Linked DNA regions of Sus scrofa: region 2 is linked to region 1. Evidence: chromatin contacts called from public HiChIP or PLAC-seq data. All regions are on one chromosome and are shown on one strand. Each heading gives the region's core, a stretch centred on a gene start, on an enhancer-like site or on the middle of the called end of the contact. The rest is flanking DNA. Distances are from core to core; before and after follow the strand shown.

Region 1 (6,737 bases), core at 545-3,044:
GATACCAGAGAATGGTGGGAGGAAACGCAAGTCTGCAAAATATGAAGCTGGAGAACATTCCTAGAAAGCAGGGAAGTTAATGATTAAAGAGCAAAATAAACATGAATAGCTGCTGAAGGGATTATAGGATGTAGTGAATGCATAAGTTGGATCAGAGATAACAAAATGGGATAAATGCTTGTAGGGCCAGGGTCATGTCACATAGGGAGATAAAGTCAGGCACAGCCTCTATACACCCTGGAGTATTTGTGGTGGTCAGTTTAGGAGATTAAAAAGGACAGATTAAGGAGCTTCCCAGTGGCCCAGTGGGTTAAGGACCTTGCATTGTCACCGCTGTCCTCTTTCTGTTCTTCAGATGGACCAGGTAGGCTGTGGCCTCAGGGCCTTTGCTTAAGCTCTTTCTTCTTCCTGAAAGCTCTTCATTATGTATCTGTCATCTCAGGAGAACCCCAAATTGCAATGGCAGAGAAAAACAACCATGTATATTTTTCTAATGTTCCATACCCAATGCTTCTCCACGTTGTGTTATTTTCACACCCAAGTGGAGAGATCAGCTCCTTATCTGAAAAGTACTGACATTATGGCAAATGAAAAGAAAATATGGGGAAAATATTCAAGAACATGGCTCTTTGGCATCTTCTTAGAACTGGACATGTCATGGCTCTCACATTTCTTTAGGCCGCTCATGATGTCAACTGGCCAGTGATTTAAAATCTCAAAAGAGAGGCAAGGATGCCACCCATCATACCCCACAGGTCACTGTGACCAACTCGTCACCTTTCATAGTTTTCCTCAGCTCTTACCTTCACAGTCAGCCTCATCATTTGAATAACACAATCTGCTCTGCCTTTTCTACTTGTTTGCAATAGGGAAACCTAGTTAAACCCATTCTAGCCACTTCTCAAAAGTCTCACAAGAACAGTGTCCTGTTACTCAGCCACAGAAAGAGAAATAATGCCATTGGCAGCAACACGGACGGACCTAGAAATGATCGTACTAAGGGAAGTCAGACAGAGAGACAAATATCTACGATATGATATCGCTTATATGTGGAATTTTAAAAAAGGATACAAAGGAACTTATACACAAAACAGAAATCGTCCCACAAACATAGCAAACGAACTATGGTTACCAAAAGCGAATCCTGGGGGGGCATAAAAAATACAAACACTACTATATACAAAATAGATACACAGCAAAGATCTGCCATAGAGCACAGGGAACTATGCTCAATATTTTTTTTTCTTTTTTTTAAGGGCTGCACCTGCAGCATATGGAATTTCCTGGGCTACTGGTCTACACCACAGTAATGCCAGATCTGAGCTATATATGTGACTTACACCACAGTTTGTGGTAATGCTGGATCCTTAACCCGCTGAGGGAGGCCAAGGATCCAATCCGCATCCTCATGGATACTAGTCAGATTCTTAACCCGCTGATCCAATATGCTCAATATTTTGTAATAACCTACACTGGAAGAGAATCTGAAGATATATATTCATATATAACATAAAATGTATATATTCTAATGGAAGAACATATATTCACATATATTTACAGCTGTATAGTGATATATATATGTAACTGAATCACTGTTAGACATCTGAAACTAACACAACATTGTAAATGAAATAATAAAATTAAAACAAAAAAGAAAAGTAAAGTATCCCTGGTTATCAGACCCAACTCAGTAGAGGAATGACCTCTACGATGAGGTCAAGGACACTCTTCCGTGCTGCAGATGCCTTAGGGACTCTCCTTGGGAAAAGCTTCTCTCTTTCCTGTGCCCCAGGCTTGCTGCAGGTGGAGCTCCGTGTCTGAAGCTGCCTAGCTAATGCGCACTGGCTTATGAAATCAGGAGGCATAGGTTTAAATTCTTGCTCTGCCAGTTTAACTGTTATGTAACCTCATTCGAGATATTTCATCTTTGGGACCCTCAATTTTTTCATCTGTAGAGGAGAGAGAACAATAACTTCCTGAGTAAAAGAAAGCATATTTTGTCTTTAGCAAAAATAGGAAATGGGGAACCAACAAGTAGCACTGTCCAGAGGAATAAATAGTTAATAACAGTATAAAACTGAAATGAATGATGAAACATGAAACTATTCTTAAAGTTATGCTTGGTTATTCAAGTTATATGTTCCACTCTTTTACAGTCATAAAAATGACCAAAGAGAAGCATTATACTATGAAATATACCAGTGCAGGCTTTTCGTGAGACTGTTTAAATTAGGAAAGAATAAAAATGCCAAAGGATAATTAAGACATTAAAAGAGGAACGTACTTCTTCTGTAACAGAATACAATGTCAGATGAACCCAGTAAAGCAAACAAGAAGAAAAGAAAAAGAAGACAAGATGAACCTAACAGCAGAAATTTTGTTGATCATCGGAAAATAAAGTGAATGCTCTTTTTTTTTTGGAGGGAGGAGCAATTCTTTTTTCTTTTCCTTTCTTGCGTTTCTTTTCTTCTTTTTTTAGAGTACATTTCTTTGTAGCTGGCTTCTGCTATTGTTCTGTATGGTGGACTGATGGGGACCCTTTGGTGGCCCAACAGGCACATAAGTGGCAGGGGTACTGAGTGTGACTAATATCCAATTATATAATGGGATTGATCTCTAAGGCAAGAGAGAATCCCAACCACCCGGGGTCAGGTTTTTTGCATTCCATTTCCAACATAATCTGAGCGCAGTGGAAATAGAATACTCCGTAGAGAAGAAAAGAATATTTTGAGAAGAAAAGGGCACGTGGTGACCCAAGAAAAGGACACAGCAAAGAAGATGGCAGAGTGGAGGATGAAAGTCACCAACTTGAAAAGGAAGTCCTGGATCACGACAGAGAACCATCAAGGAACTTGATCCTTTAAAAATAAAAGGTATGTAGGACTTGGGGAGAAGGACATTTCGAAGATGTTTGAAAGGTTTGCAGAAATAGAACTCAGAGAAAGCAGAAATGTCATGTGGGGTGTTCTACATAAACCTTTGGTTACAATCAGCAGCGCCCTGGGATAGGAGAGATGCTGTGTCCCAGCAACAGGTGAGATCCAAGGCAAGTCACCTCTTCTTGAGCAGCTGTCAACCAGGCTCCTCATTCCTTTTCACTTTTGTGGTTGCAGCTCTTTTGGGAGATTTGTGAATGAGGCGGTTTTGCATCCTTTTTTTTTTTTTTTTTTTTTTTGAAGATGAGCAAACTGAGTCTTAGAGAAGGGCAGTAACTTGGGGAAGGGCTACCCTGGTGGGACACAGTTGGATTTTGACAAAGAGATGTCTGACGGGAGCATCTGCTTTGCTGCCTGGTCCTCAGCCACACCTTTTCAGAGACCATAGCAAAGGCAGCTGGAGCCACTGAGAACCAGAGGAAAACGTGTTGGCAAATAGATCACAAGGAAAGGATAATAAAGGATCTGTGACAAGGGAGAGCGTGACAAAGATGGAGGATGTTAAGAATAAAGAAATGGGAGTTCCCGTCGTGGCGCAGTGGTTAACGAATCTGACTAGGAACCATGAGGTTGTGGGTTCGATCCCTGGCCTTGCTCAGTGGGTTAAGGATCCAGCGTTGCCGTGAGCTGTGGTGTAGGTTGCAGACGCGGCTTGGATCCCACACTGCTGTGGCTCTGGCGTAGGCCAGTGGCTACAGCTCTGATTCAACCCCTAGCCTGGGAACCTCCATGTGCCGCAGGAGCGGCCCAAAGAAATAGCAAAAAAGACAAAAAAAAAAAAAAAGAATAAAGAAATGGCAACCCCCCCCAAAAAAAAGAATAACAGACCAAAGAATAAAAACCTCCCATGGAAGAAGAAGAGGAATGAAACTGTAGGCAGATACAGTGAACTGTTAAATGGTTTTGCTCAATGAGGAAAGAAACATACATAAATATGTTTCACAATAAATCCTGTAGGACTCTTTTTAATATTACAAAAAGCCCTAAAAAGTAAACCATGTACTAGTTATGTTACAACTCATAATCAGGACTTTACTAATAGACATTATACATCCATAGTGTCATTTCGATTCCTTTCCCAGTGTCCCTCATTTAACACACTCCTACCTGGCTGAATCTTATGTATTTTTTTTGTCCCTCCCTAAACCTACCAAATGTATCATCCTCCACAATGTATCTTAGTGTTTTGTTTTTTGTTTTTTTTGTTTTTTTTTTCTGTTGTTGTTTGTTTGCTGGTTTGTCTCACTGTTGGGGTAAAATTACACAGGACATGATGCCTCTTCCAACAAAGTTTTAAGTGTTCAGTATTGTTTGCTATCCGCACATCACTGTACTACTAAGCTCTACAACGTTTGCATTGTCAGGACTGAAATTCTGCCCATTGAATAGCAACTCCCACTTCTCCCTCCACCCCAGCCCCTGGCAACCCTGATTCTACTTGCTGCTTCAGAGCGTGACTATTCAGATGCCTCATATAAGTGAAATCACTTAGCGTTTATCTTTCTGTCACTGCCTGATTTCACTCAGTGTATTTTTCTCAAGGTTCATCCATGTTGCAGCATGTGACAGGATTCCCTTTTTGTTTAAATGATTTTTATTTTTTCCTTTATAGCCGGTTTACAGCATTCTGTCAATTTTCTACTGTATAGCAAAGTGACCCAGTGACACTTGCACATATGCATTTGTTTTATCACATCCTCCTCCGTCAGGATTCCCTTTTTTTGAGGCTGAATCATATTCCATTTTATGTATACACTTTTTTTTTTTAATCCATGTATCTGTCTCTGGACATTTAGTTGTTGCTACCTCTTGGATACTGTAAATAACCTTGCCATGAACATGCGGAGTGCAGATATTTCTTTGAGATACTATTTTGAATATCTTAGGATGCATACCCAGAGGTGGTGTTGCTGGGTCATGTGGTAATTCTATTTTTATTTTTTTGAGGGTCTTCTATACTGTTTTTCATACCAACTGCACCATTTTACATTCCTACTAAAAATGTAGTAGGAATTCCAGGGGTTCCTATTTCGCCACATCCTTGCCGATGAGACAAGATAATAACTCAGGGAGTCAGGGTAGAGCATGAGCTTTGATGAGCTTTGATATGGCTATTGATTAACATCTGTGGCTTAAGGGCTCCAGGGAGTATCGTCCCCATAGTCCTTGTTTACTTGAGGGAGTGAATCTGTGTCCAGATGGACACTAATCCCTAACCCACTCTTCAACTAATAGAAATGGAACGAGAGGAATGGAGACTCTCAGTTTAAGGAAAAGAAGAGCAAAGAAATTATAAAACTTATGGGGCATTTCCACCCCTAAGACCCCTATTGTACAAGGACTGATATAGCTAATTGGGCAAGGCCAATGGGAAAGACCACATCTTTCTGGACCCCACATTGGTACACCCTCCCCATCTTTAAGAGATTATTGTCTATAGGACAATGGGGTGGGGTGGGGGTGGGGACTCTTCTTCCCTCTCCCAGCCTGTCCTGGGATCTGTTTGCTTTCCTGTAATAAGGACTTTGTAATAAAGACTTTGCCTGCTTGCTCCCTGCGTGTTTACGAAGTTCATTCTTTGGCTCCGTGAACAAGAACCTGGATTCTGGTAACATCTTCTGGTATCACCGATGCTTTTTTTAAATTATTATTAATTTCATCCTAATAAGTGTGAGAAAAAAAATCTCATTGTGATTTTATCTTCATTTCTCTGATGATTGATGCTATCGAGTATCTTTTCATATACTTCTTGGCCATTAGTATATCTTGGGAGAAATGTCTATTCAAGTGCTTTTGCTGGTTTTTGAATTGGGTTGTTTGTGATTCTGTTGTTGAGTTTTAGAAATTTTCTATATATTCTGGATATTAATCCTTATCACATATGATTTACAAATATATTCTCCCATTCTACAGATTGCATTTTTACTTTATTGATAGTGTCTTTTGATCTGCTAATTTTTATAATTTTCAATGAAGACCAATTAGACTAATTTTTCTTTTGATAAAAGAGAAAGTCCATAAATTACAGAGTCCATATATTCCATTGGTCTATATGTTTGTTTTTATGCTAGTATCACCTTGTTTTTATTACTGTAGTTTTGTATGTTGTTTAGAAATCAGGAATTGGGAGTCCTTTGATTTTATTCTTTTTCAGCATTGTTTTAGCTGTCTGAGGTCCCTTGAAATTTCATATGATTTTTAAGATGAGTTTGTCAATTTCTGCAAAAACGTCATTGGAATTTTGGTAGGAATTGTATTAAATCTGTAGATCTCTGGGTAAAATTGGCATCTTAGCAATATTAAGTCTTCCAATCCATGTGTATGGAAAACATTTCCACTTATTTATGCCTTTTTTTTTTTTTTTCCTTTTTTAGGGCTGCATCTGCAGCATGTGGAAATTCCCAGGCTAGGGGCTGAAGGGAAGCTGTAACTGCCAGCCTACCCCACAGCCACAGGAACACAGGATCCAAGCCACATCTGAAAACTACACCACAGCTCACACAACATTGCCAGATCCGAACCCCTACCCACTGAGTGAGACCAGGGATTGAATCGGCAACCTCATGGATACTTAGTCCGGCTCGTTACTGCTGAGCCACAACAGGAACTTCCCACTTATTTGTGCCTTTAATTTTTTTCATAAATGCTTCATTGTACAGGTCTTTTACCCTACTGGTTAAAGTATTTCTAAGTATTTTATTCTTTTTGGTGTTATTGTAAAAGGAATTATTTTCTTAACTTCCTTTCTGGATTATTCATTTTGAGTGTATAGAAATGCATTTTTGTGTGTTGATTTCATGT
Region 2 (6,332 bases), core at 2,209-4,708, 170 kb after region 1:
GAAGACAGGCATCCTTACCCTTGAAGGTCCCCCTTTATCTGACCAGGGGTTACATCCCTGGATTTGAAACGAGTGGGCTCATTTCTGTGGTCACTGCTGATTTCACTCAAAAGGATCCCCAAAGCATATTAGAAGTGCTCTTTGAGAACATGCCAATGACTGGACTCATTTTGCCCCCAAAGGGAGGACGACACCTCAAACTTGAGGCTATGGATGCTCGGTGAGATTAAACTTGTACCTTAGTGTGAAAAGTAAGTAAGGCATGACTACAAGAAGAACTGGACCATTAATGGGTAATATTATCTAGGCCACTGCATGTCCGCTCTCCAAAGTTGCTGGAGTGCTTATAATCATTGCTGTTTTTAAATAACTTGACTCAGTCAAACCAGTTTCATTTCAACACATGGAGCGTTAATGTGCTATTTGAGCATCCAGGCTGGCACTGGACACTAGGTATAGAGGCCTAAAGAAGCCATGTCCTGAGGTTTTGAAAGGGGGTCAATTTTAGCGTAGCTTTCATGTAAGCCTATAGTGGGAGTTCTTTTGACTTTGGGGAACGCCTCCACCGATTGACAAGGAAGAACGAGGAACCGAATGGGAGACTGAAAAAAGGCCATACCTGTTTCCTTCCAGCTGTGAAAAACATTTTTTTTGTACACCTGTCAGACTTAAGATCTATGTCAGTCAGTGAGGGGTTCCAGGGCAGCGTTCTGGGTGCTGGCCAGGAATCTGGGTCCCAGACCACGTGGCCTTGGGGTTTACACATCGTCGGGAAGGGAAGCCTGGGACACAGAACCCATGGGGCCTGCCCTTTCCACTGCTTACCCAGAGACAGAAATTGCAGATAATAGGTCATTGTGAAATGACATGGGATTTTTTTTTTTTTTTGGATAACTTTATGGTTACTCATAAGCCTTGCTTTTGATAAAATTTTTTCAAATCCCTCCCAGGGCTGGAGGGAGTACAGAGGAATATATTTTTATTTATATATATTTATAGCTATATATAATTATGTGATATATATTAATATTATGTATTAATATTTATGTGTAGAAACAGCATGGAACAAGCACATCCAAGCTGAGGGCACTAGGTCTACCATGTTCTCGGTGGTTCACTCAGATTCTTTCTTTTCTTGCCCAGCATGAGTCGCATTGACCATAGAAGAGTTATGCAAAAACTCAGACTCTTACCCACCTCATGATTGAAAAATAAAGTGAGATTTTGTGTGCCAATTAAAAATAGATGGCTCAGCCCTGAGAGCCTCTGAAAATAGTTTCGACTACCACTGGATTCCTGACTCTCCTTTGAAAAAGTTTACCATTGATGGCCGCCAATTGGAAAAGGCAGAGGGAAGACTGGGTTTTAAAGGCCATGGACATTTATTGTGTGTCTGTCGTCTGTTTTGTGAAGCCCTCTGGAAGCATTACTCTGTATAATCCTCCCATCTGATTGTACACATACTAGGTGTGACGGTTCTGTCTCTACAAATAAGGAGAACAAAGCTCACGGATATTATTTAACCTGCACGAGGTCCTAACTGGCTGAGCTAGGACTCAAAGTGTGAATACAATGCAAAGCCTCACTCGTTCTGGGTAGAGTTTTGCATTTTGTTCTTCATTGCATGGCATAAATATAGATATATATGAAAATTCGAAAGCGCATGAAAATGACAAGAGGAACTGCCATGCCATCTTATGAAATGAGACATTACACATACCAGAGCTTACAATGAGTTTCAAAATTAGATTGCTTCAAGTTGTGTTACTGTAGAACCACACGTATGACCTATATTAAGACTAAAACCAAAATTATTCTTATTTACCTTCCATAAACGAGCCATTGTGCAAAATGCGGGGATGATGATTTCACCGATGCCTTTAAGAAACATAGAGTTAACAAGTCAAATGCCCAAGGATGAAAATCATGATGATGATGACAAAAACAGTGATAACTATCTTTGTTGAGTTTCTAAGCAAGGAGGGGCTCAGGGCTTAAATAAGGGCTAACTGTGCTTATTAAGGATTTTACAAACACTGTCTTATCTAATAGCCATACAGCCCTATGAGAAACTATTATAGAGTAACTGGCGAAGAACTGATGTTCAGTGAGGGTAGGTCACTTTGCCAAGGTCACACAGCTAAAGAGTGGCAATGGAGAGATTCAGACCCTCCTGTGCTTGTTTCAAAGATCTATGATCTTAACAGAAACATTCCATGTAAAGAGAGGATTAATTCAATAAGTCATTTTGTGATATGCATTCCCATGAGTACTACACATAATTATTTTTCTAAATGTTAGCAATGGCCCCCGGGGGTGACCAGGAAAATTGTCATGAGGTTGGAGACTGGATCAAGCCTTGAGGATGGCTATAATGCAGGGTCATGAAAAGAAGGAAAGATATTCCAGGCTAGGGTAAAATTAAACCAAAAGGGAGGGAGGGGGCATGTTGGAACCCTCTTGGGTTACCATAAATTGCATTTGAACTGAATGCATTTGAAGTGATTTCATTTAAGTGTATCGATAGTTATTGATAAGGCAATTTGGAGGTGGACAGGGAAGGGCTTTCGGTAATACTAGCAAAGATGCTGGAATCTTCTACTAAAGCATTTTCACAAGAACGAAGCATATCAGTATAATTTAAAAGTGGACTCATGTGGCAGTGTCTAGCGTGTATGAGGAAGCGGGGTGGAGGGGAAGGGGATGTCATAGCTTAGAACTGAGGACAAAGGTTGGTGAAATAGGATGTGATAAGCAGTGGGATTAGGGTAAAGGCCAGGGAACGAGAAAGAAGCTCAGACCCCAGATAGTAGATATTCAGACTATGTATCAAAGTTGGAGCATAATGTGAAATGGATACTCTGAATCCTGCATCCCAGGAGGTGGCCTTATATAGTTAGTAAAAAAAATGCAGGGGCTTTGGTGTCTGATAAGCTTGGAATTGAGTTTTCCTACTGTTACTTACTCTCTAAAAGAGCAGTTTACCCAAACTGTTGGTATCTTCATTTCCCCATTTATAAAGCAAGAGTCATAACACTCACTTACCACGTAGAGATAGTCCAAGAAGAATAGGTATTCAAAAAAAAAATTTTTTTTTTTTTTACCCAAGATAGAGGAAACATTTTCTGATATAAAAAGGCACACACTGACCCAACAGGAACCTTTCTGAAAAAGTCAGATGAAAATGATCTCATGAGCTTTTCCAGGTGTGACCATTTATGGATGTTCACATCTTAGTTCAATATTTTCTCTGCCACGAAATCATTCCTTTTAGCTAAGACCTTAGAGAGTTGGTAGAAATATTCAGCATGGAAAACAGTTACCAACCCAAGGCTCGAGGGTGCTAGGCAATGCTGCAAAGGCAGCAAGAGGCTGCTATACATTTCTGGGTTCTCAGGCATGACCTTTCATCAGACTTCAAGTGTGACATTGAGGAAGTCACTTGACTTACTTAGCTCAGTACGTTGGCTTGCAGAGGGTGTGATGTGGTGTGTCGTGGAGGGAGAGTAACATTTATAGGTGATGATAACAGGCTCCATTCTTTGTGAAATATCCTCACCTCCACTCTGTTTGGTCATTTCATAATCTTGAGGTTAAAGGAGTGTGATTTCTATTTACACCTAAGCAGGTTTGTCTTACTTTTTCTCTTGAGAACCTGTTTTCTCCCAGTTGCATTCTGGAATGAATTCATCAGATTTCACCCTGGACCCAGAGGGGGTGACTCCTGAATGTTGCTGAAGATCAGATGGGAAGTAACTGTTATTCTCATTAAACTCATTTGCCAACGCTTTTCAAAAGGAAATGCTTCCAAGTGAAACACATCTTTCTCCTCCCGCGCAACCTTATCTTTGAAACACCTTTTCACTGAAACAAAAACAAATCAACCTAAAAGTCAGTTTTGCTGCAGGAGCTCATTGTCTTATCAGCCGGCTTCGCCATAAACTAGAGAAGTTGTGGTTTAACCCCGAGATGGGGCCGATGATGCTGCTGCCATGGCAACCCGCTGCACCATTTGCAAAGGCTTGTGAGCTTAACCGCACCAGCTACACCTCTTCCTTTCCTACAAAGACTCAGAATCAAAAAAAAAAAAAAAAAAACAAAAAAAAAAAAACAGAAGTACTCCGACTCCGACTCCGAGGAGGAGAAACCACAAGAGCAGAAAAGCCACCAGTGCTGCTCTTTGCTGTGCAAACAGGCCTCTGGTGAGAAGAGCGTGTTGAAAGCCTCTTCTATCTGAAAGGAGAGCTTTTCCCATTGGGCCCGGTTCCTTTAATGATTTTGAAAGTCAATCAAGTGTTTCCGTTCGGAGTTTTCAGCAAAGGGGAAATGAGAAGTTAGCAGTGCATTTACCAGCCTTTGTTTGACGCCCCTTCCCTTCTGGGCAGGCTCAGCGGATCCTCGGATGCTCTTTGGGAGATGACGACCCATTGGTTAGGTGGACTCTCTCCAACCTAGCGTCGATGGTCTGTTTATTTCTTATTATCTAGTATTTAGTTCACCAAAACAAAAACAAAAAAATTAGGTTTCACTCCTGGTTCATTTAAAGATAAGTCTCTGGATGGCGCCCTCAGTCATTGTCCTTGACCGCAGAACTGGATGCAGGCGCGCCCCTCCGCCTGATTTCAGCTTCTCCCCACCAGCCCTCCAGCCCCTTCTCTCCCTCTCCCCGCTTCTTTTAGGAAATACAGATTTGATCAGCACAAGTGTTGTACTAGTTCCAGTTTTACAGCGTGGACGTAGTAAGACTCAACCATTTTCAGGCATGTTCTCTTTTTCCTTTCTTGAGGGTTTGGGTAAAAATACTGAAGGAGGAGTTCCTGTCGTGGCACAGTGGAAACGAGTCCGACTAGGAACCTCGAGGTTGTGGGTTCCATCCCTGGCCTCGCTCAGTGGGTTAAGGATCCGGTGTTGCCGTGAGCTGTGGTGTCGGTCGCAGATGCCGCTCGGATCTGGTGTGGCTGTGGCTGTGGTGGAGGCTGGCAGCTGTAGCTCCAATTGGACCCCTAGCCTGGGAACCTCCATATGCCGCGGGTATGGCCCTAAAAAGCAAAAAACAAACCAAACCAAAAAACAAACAATCAAACAAAAAAACCCCAAAAACCAAAAATCTGAAGGATAAGTTCTGAGCTTGGGTTTAGGTGTCACACTCCTGTTCATATCCCTCACCTCCCTCCCCTGTGCCCTTCCTTTTTTCTATCCAGGTCTTTTATAGTCATTGTTCAACAGTTTGCACTTTTAAAAAAGTTCACTGTGTGACTTAACTCTGAATCCCACTTTTATGGTTCGAGCCTGATAGTTTACTCATCTTTGGTCTCGTTAGCATAACTGCTGGCTTTAGCATTACATAGGTTCCCCTTATGGCAGGGGTTAGCTGAATAAGCATGCGGCTTTCTAGAGTCAGATCTGCATTTAAAATCAAATTATTTTTGCCACGAGCTCTTGAGCCTTGCCATATTTATTTATTGAGCCTCTGTAAAAAGAGAACAAATGCTATCTGCTTTGTGGAGTTTCTGATTAGATAAAGTCCTGTGTCCATATATTTATCATAGCACCATCCACGTGGTAGCTGGTTAATAAACAGTAAAAAACTCTTCATAAAACAAAAGACTCTGATAAAACACTTTCAGTGCTTGTGCCAACATCCTTTGATGACTCTTTGAGCTCTTACCCTATCCTAGAGGAAGCAAAGTGCTACAAAAACGTATGGTTGCTAAGAGATTGATGTAATGAAAATGTTTTCCCTATCTGGTGTATATTTTAAACATTTTGGTGTAAAATCCCTGGATTTCGAGAAAGGAAAACAGACATTTTCATAAGAAACAACAAGACATTCAATACAGAAATAGACCTGTTCTTGGGAACTTGGGGTTAATAAATGCAAACCATTGCTTTTGGAATGGATGAGCAATGAGATCCTGCTGTGTAGCCCTGAAAACCATGTCTAGTCTCTTACGATGGAGCATGATAATGGGAGAAAAAAGAATGTTTACATGTATGTGTAACTGGGTCACCATGCTGTGCAGTAAAAAAAAAAAATTCTATTGGGGAAATAACAATTAAAAAAAAAAAAACAGCAAAAAAGAAAACAAAGAAATAGACCTATTCTGAGAAATGTTTTTTAAAGAGACAGTGCATGAGGAAGGGTGTTCCCAAACATTCTTAACCCTTGATCACACCATCAACAACCATTAGGGCTATAAGAAAATACCAGGACCCAGATCCCCTCAATCTCAAGCTACTGAGTCAGAGTTTGCCCAGAGGTGGAGCCCAGAATTCTTGATCTGATTTGATCTAGTCTATGTGTACAGTTATACATCACTTGCACAACCCAG

Evidence for each region. HiChIP or PLAC-seq counts read pairs in DNA pulled down with a chosen protein or histone mark.
Region 2: an H3K27ac HiChIP or PLAC-seq map of alveolar macrophages shows a contact between it and region 1, with 4 times the contacts expected there. The contact joins two enhancer-like sites. A contact is called at or near these places in 10 of 47 Hi-C or Micro-C datasets (alveolar macrophages, blood, embryonic fibroblasts and 6 more) and 1 of 2 datasets of contacts at active chromatin or transcription factors (alveolar macrophages).

What each region holds. Positions count from the first base shown.
Region 1 is chr10:21,355,962-21,362,698 of Sscrofa11.1, forward strand. No RefSeq gene overlaps it. Among named protein-coding and RNA genes, the nearest start is that of ATP6V1G3, 35 kb to the right of the region's middle. Within about 2 kb of position 1,795, at least 1 of the 83 cell types and tissues checked has an H3K27ac peak or open chromatin away from gene starts, as enhancers often do. A contact at or near this core is called in alveolar macrophages, where this site is marked.
Region 2 is chr10:21,522,818-21,529,149 of Sscrofa11.1, forward strand. The region is part of intron 2 of PTPRC (receptor-type tyrosine-protein phosphatase C); the gene reads left to right. Among named protein-coding and RNA genes, the nearest start is that of PTPRC, 43 kb to the left of the region's middle. Within about 2 kb of position 3,459, at least 15 of the 83 cell types and tissues checked have an H3K27ac peak or open chromatin away from gene starts, as enhancers often do. A contact at or near this core is called in alveolar macrophages, where this site is marked.